2 separate regions of the Mus musculus genome follow, and region 2 is linked to region 1. A link is a contact called in public HiChIP or PLAC-seq data. All regions are on one chromosome and are shown on one strand. Each heading gives the region's core, a stretch centred on a gene start, on an enhancer-like site or on the middle of the called end of the contact. The rest is flanking DNA. Distances are from core to core; before and after follow the strand shown.

Region 1 (2,700 bases), core at 179-2,678:
CAGGCTTGACCTTGTGGCATTCTTTGCTGCAGCCTCCTGAGTGCTGGGATTACAAGTATATATACCACCACCTCTGGTTGTCCGCAGTCCTAAAAACTTGGAGTTGTCCATCGAGCCATTGAGTGCCAGGGACAGGCAAAGCTCCCAGGACAGCAGGAAGATTAAGATGGATAAGACCTTTCATCCCAACACTTAGGAAACTGAGGCAGGAGGACTGGGATCACGCTAAGAGCCCTTCTTTGTCGGCTGCTATGCACCTGCCCATAGTGAGAAGCCAAGAACAATCCAGTCACTGTTCTTACAAGCCCTGGACCAGAGTCTAACTTAGACTCTATTAATTCAATTTGGATCCTTGGTAAACGTATGATCAACACCTCCAATCTTCATCCTTGCTAGTTTCTAAAAAAAGAAATCTGTGCATGGGGGAGGGAGGGAGGGAGTAGTATGGAGGGGTAGGAGATGGGGAGGTATGTTGTGGGAGTTCTGAACTCTGATTCTTCTGGGAAGAAAGGAAGCTGGGATGAAGTTCCCTGATGTATCCTGTTACAATTCTTAACAGTCTTATTCTTTCTATCCTTAAAAGGCAAAGCTAGGCTAAGAGCATCGCCTCAGATAAACGTGGGCAGGGTTAAGGGATTGAAATGGTCTGTGGGACACACTGTTGAGAACAGGACCAAGAATTGAAAACTGGGCTCGTGGGGTGGGGGTGGGGCTGTTAGGTCATCGCCGAGAAGAAAAGAAATGGAGAACTTCTGAGAAGATTAGAAGAACAACTACATGAGGTTAAAAGTCCATATTAGAAAGTGAAAGTGATGTGAATGCCCCCAAAAACCAAGAGGCAAGCAGAGGCTTTCTCCAGACTCAAACCTTTCACTCAAGAAGATCGCTTTGAGTTTGGATTGTTAAGTTTTGATCATTGCTTCTCAGAAATGAGTTTCTAATATACTGATCAGTATGCTATGTCCTCTGACTAACTTTGGCCTCTGGATAGACAAGCATTAGGGAGCTGAGCTTCTGCAAAGAGTGGGGGTGGGGGGAGAGCCCTGGGTAAGAAGGGCTCGCACACGTCTGCGACTTTGACTCTGAAATCCAGCTCTCAAGTGGGTGCGGCCTGGCCACTGCCCTTTCCCAGCAGAAGCGAGGTCCAGCTCGGAAATTACAAACTTGTTTTTTCCCTCACACAACCAGTTGGAAACCTGGAAGATCTGGTCTAGAAGGATGGTATCCCCCACTTAGTAAGTAATCTGTCAGTTGCGAGGCCAGGCGGCTTGCGTGCGTCAGCGACCCTCCCACCCTCCAGGGCCTCACTAACCAGAGCAGGAGGTGGGCGCGGCCAGCATCCCACTGCTGGACAAGGCTGTGACTCCCCCTGATGCTGGCGAAGGGTCCCCGCCTCGGGCACAGAGTTGCGGGAGTCCAGTTTCTGTTGACAACCACATCGCTGCAGTTGCTAAGACACCGCCAATCACAGCGTGGCTCGGGATCCGGCCCCGCCCACCAATGAGCCCCTCAGAGGGAGTAAAGAGATGATGGGGACTGCGAAGAAACTGGATGTTGGTGTTGCAAAACCAATTTGGTCCACCCGGAAAGAGAGCAGCCTAAGGCTCGTCCTCTGCGCCTGACCCTGGGAAAGTTGACAGCGGCAAATATTAGAGATTAGGTTAACAAATATTCAGATGGGCAGAAAAGCAGACGACTGCCCGCTGAAGGAAGCCTGTTCTCTCGATTTACTTCCGGCAGATTACCGCAGCCCGCGCCTTTTGTTTTGATTTCTCCCTCGGTATTATAAAGAGATCCTTTCTTCATTGCGTCTTTAAGGGAAGGAAACCTAGAGTTGGAGCGGTTCGTTACAGGTGCTCAGCTAGAAGGGGTGGTCAGATGAGCGTTCACAGTTTTGCCAGATTGTAACTTTGGACACAAGAGCTGCCAGGATCAAAAAAAAAAAAAAAAAAAAAAAAAAAAAAAGATTGTGAATAAAACCTCCTGGAGAGGAGGGGGGAGGGAAGCTGTGTCCGCAGAGACTGATTTTGACTGATTAGAATTTCAGTTCTGCAGAGAGGTTAGAATGTTGCTGTTCTGAAGGCTAATTGCCTTATCTTGGGCCAGTTCTAACCCCTCTTGGAGAGCCATTCCTTGCCCACTTCTGTGACCAAACTAACCTCTTGTGACTAAAAGATAGACGGACAACTAGCCTCCACCAATCCAAAGGCTAAGAATGTCCCACAGCATCTTGAAAAGCTTTCCCCACTCTCACCGTGCCTGCTTCTCTGGTGTGCCCTCCAAGGTACTTTAAATTTATCATGATTTGTGACTTTCTTTGTTCTATGAAAAGTTCATGAAACTGCTTCCACGTTGGAACATGGAGTTTGGGGTAAACTAAATCTGTGTTGTACAGGGCCACAGCTATTCAAAATGGCTCCAGAACAGGCTTGCTTATACCCTCTAAGCTGAGAGCTGTGGTTTTTGCAAATCTACAGGTAGTACTCCTATAGGGATTCGGTACTGCACTCTACCTAATGCTTATTTAGTCTTGCCTTACAAGCATACAGATGGCTCAAAATGCAAACCTGCCATTCTTCAAGCAATCACACTCACACAAAAATGTGCTTATGAAAATCTATAAGTAAAAGATTCTATAAGGGCTGGAGAGATGGCTCAGAGGTTGAGAGCACTGATTATTTTTTCAAAGGTCCCGAGTTC
Region 2 (2,700 bases), core at 105-2,604, 100 kb before region 1:
GGTGGGATCCAGCCTCCTGGGCTGTGCTGGTGGCATCTGGCCTTCTAGCCTGTGCTGGTGGGATCTGGCCTCCTGGCCTGTGCTGGTGGGATCTGGCCTCCTGGCCTGTGTTGGTGGGATCTGGCCTCCTGGCCTGTGCTGGTGGGATCTGGCCTCCTGGCCTGTGCTGGTGGGATCTGGCCTCCTGGCCTGTGCTGGTGGCATCTGGCCTCCTGGCCTGGCTTCTTTCCCACTTCTGTTGGGCCTCCTCAGTGGAATGTCTGATGTGTTTCCCAGGTTTTCTAGATGGACACTTTTTGTTTGTTTTTATAGCCCTGGGGTTTGAACCCTGGGTACTCTACATGCTAGGCCACTACTCTACCACCAACTTATATATCCCAGCCCCACTTTAAGTTTATGACAGGGTCTCATTAAAGTTCCCAGGCTAGCTATTCTAGTTTACTTTCTGTTACTGTGATAATACATTAGAAAGTACATAATATAAAATAAGCCAGGGTTTATTTCATTGTATTTCATCCTCTGAGTAGCTGACAGGGAAACAAATATTATATAATTTGTTATAATTTATATATTGGAGCCTGTGATTTACTTTGCGCATGCGTGCTCTCTGTGTGTGAAGATCAGCACTTAGACTGGGGTTTTGCCTGAGGACTGTCAGTTGTTCCAATTATTTGTTGAAAAGGTGGTCTTTCCCTCTTGGAATTGTTTTGAACCTCTGTCTAAAAGTCGGCAGGTTTGCTGTGCATGGGAACTCCTGCAACTGTTCCAACAGGGTCTGCAGCTCTTTCCCCACCAGGTTGTTGTCATTAGTATAGGGTGATCTCAGAGCACAGTCCCCTGAGGTCCTTTTGTCTGGTTCGGTTCTCAGAGGGTAGTCTCCTCAGACCAAGAGTTGTTCATATCTCTGATTTGTCCTGATAACAGTTCTAGGTCTCTACATACAAGAAGGAGAATGACGGCCGGGCAGTGGTGGCGCATGCCTTTAATCCCAGCACTTGGGAGGCAGAGACAGGCAGATTTCTGAGTTCGAGGCCAGCCTGGTCTACGGAGTGAGTTCCAGGACAGTCAAGGCTATACAGAGAAACCCTGTCTCGAAAAACCAAAAAAAAAAAAAAAAAAAAAAAACGGAGGAGAATGAGCAGTAAGCACGGTTTCCTACAGAAGAGCTCCCTGAGTTGATGACCCACAAATGTTGCATGTTCTGTCCTTGGGTTTTCAATTGTTCTTTGAAGCTGCAATGCCTGGTTAAGGGGGTGTGTAATATTCACTTCCTCACCTGCCTTTACAAGGAAGCCAAGCTGCCCTAAGGGAAGGTGACCTTCCTCAGCCTACCCCAGAGTAAGGGGTGTGGCTTTTAGAATAATAAACAGCTGGAAGCTGGAGCTGAGGCAGGAAGTACTGCAGGACTTCCAGGCAGGCAGAGATGCTGAGGGAAACAGGAGGAAGAAGAATGGAGGCTCGGCTGGAGTTGAGCAGAGCTGGAGTCCGGCTCTGAGGAACCATGTGGAGAGATGAAATGGCGGAGAATTGGACACTAGCTGAGAGACTGAGTCAGCAAAAAAAATAAATAAATAAAAATTAAAATCCCAATGCCTTTAAACTATACAGATGTCTCCACGCCTTAACTGAACCTCAAGCAGGAGCCTTAAAAACCTGGCAAACATTGAAATCACATCCTCAGGCCAGGGCTAGAGGGTCAGGGAATACTTTCAGTTACTCTGTCCCCTTTCCCCATCAGTGTGAATTATTTTATCAGATGGTCACATAGTTGCATTCCTTGAGAAGTTAAGAGGTAGCTAGTTAAAGGCCAGTATACGTGTGGTCTGGAGACATGGCCCAGTGGTTAAAGAGCGCTGGCTGTTCTTGCAAAGGACCCAGGTTCTATTCTTGCTTTGTTTTGTTTGTTGTTTTTGTTTTTGTTTTTGTTTTTGTTTCAAGACAGGGTTTCTCTGTGTAGCCCTGGCTGTCCTGGAACTCACTTTGTAGACCAGGCTGGCCTCGAACTTAGAAATCTGCCTGCCTCTGCCTTGCACCAGGGTCTATTCTTAACAGCCCTGTGGTGCTAACCATCTGTAACTCCAAGGCATTTGAGGCACTCTTCTGACCCCCATAGGCACAAGCATATTGCACGTAGACATACACGCAAACAAACACCTACACACAAAAGCAACAACTGAGGAGGAGGTGGAAGAGGAAAATGAAGAAGATCACAACAAAACTTACTAAGATCCTTGGGCCATTAGCCATGATAGGAGTTCCTGGCTTGTACCTGTGACCTTGATCCAGGCTCACATTGTCACAAGTTCTGAGATCCTCAGGCCACATTTGGACCAACCTTGGGGCATCATTACTGCACCAGCTGCTTTGCTTAGTTTTGTGTATGGCTGCAGTTCTCCCAGCTCAGGAGCTGATCTTTGAGACTCGTAACACTCTAATGAATGAATGCACGAACGAATGAATGAATGAGTGAACCATTTCCTCAGTGTGCCAAGTTCCCACCTGAGTATCCTGAATGGGATCCTTGCAGCCAAAGTTATAAGCTCGGAACTCGCCTCCGGTCAAGGCAGCAAGCTCCTTCAAGAACTCGTTCGCAACCTCATCGTTGTAACTGAAGGAGATGGCACAGATGGGGATGTTCTGAAAGAGTTTGACGTGGTCCATCACCATTTCTGGTGGCTGAAAAGATAACAAGGAGAATTT

Evidence for each region. HiChIP or PLAC-seq counts read pairs in DNA pulled down with a chosen protein or histone mark.
Region 2: an H3K27ac HiChIP or PLAC-seq map of embryonic stem cells shows a contact between it and region 1, with 2.2 times the contacts expected there. The contact joins the enhancer-like site here to the promoter of Vwa3b in region 1. A contact is called at or near these places in 3 of 39 promoter capture datasets (embryonic stem cells, hippocampal neurons and liver), 6 of 484 Hi-C or Micro-C datasets (8-cell embryo, cortical neurons, embryonic stem cells and 3 more), 4 of 115 datasets of contacts at active chromatin or transcription factors (bone marrow-derived dendritic cells and embryonic stem cells) and 3 of 9 other capture datasets (adipose tissue, liver and pancreatic islet).

The regions. Positions count from the first base shown.
Region 1 is chr1:37,028,041-37,030,740 of GRCm38.p6, reverse strand. It overlaps Vwa3b (von Willebrand factor A domain containing 3B), which reads right to left and starts at 1,428. Exons shown (of 28, transcript NM_001370828.1): 1 at 1,313-1,428.
Region 2 is chr1:37,128,860-37,131,559 of GRCm38.p6, reverse strand. Vwa3b (von Willebrand factor A domain containing 3B) reads right to left here. Exons shown (of 28, transcript NM_001370828.1): 14 at 2,500-2,676. Among named protein-coding and RNA genes, the nearest start is that of Gm37020, 20 kb to the left of the region's middle. Within about 2 kb of position 1,354, at least 11 of the 459 cell types and tissues checked have an H3K27ac peak or open chromatin away from gene starts, as enhancers often do. A contact at or near this core is called in 8-cell embryo and embryonic stem cells, where this site is marked.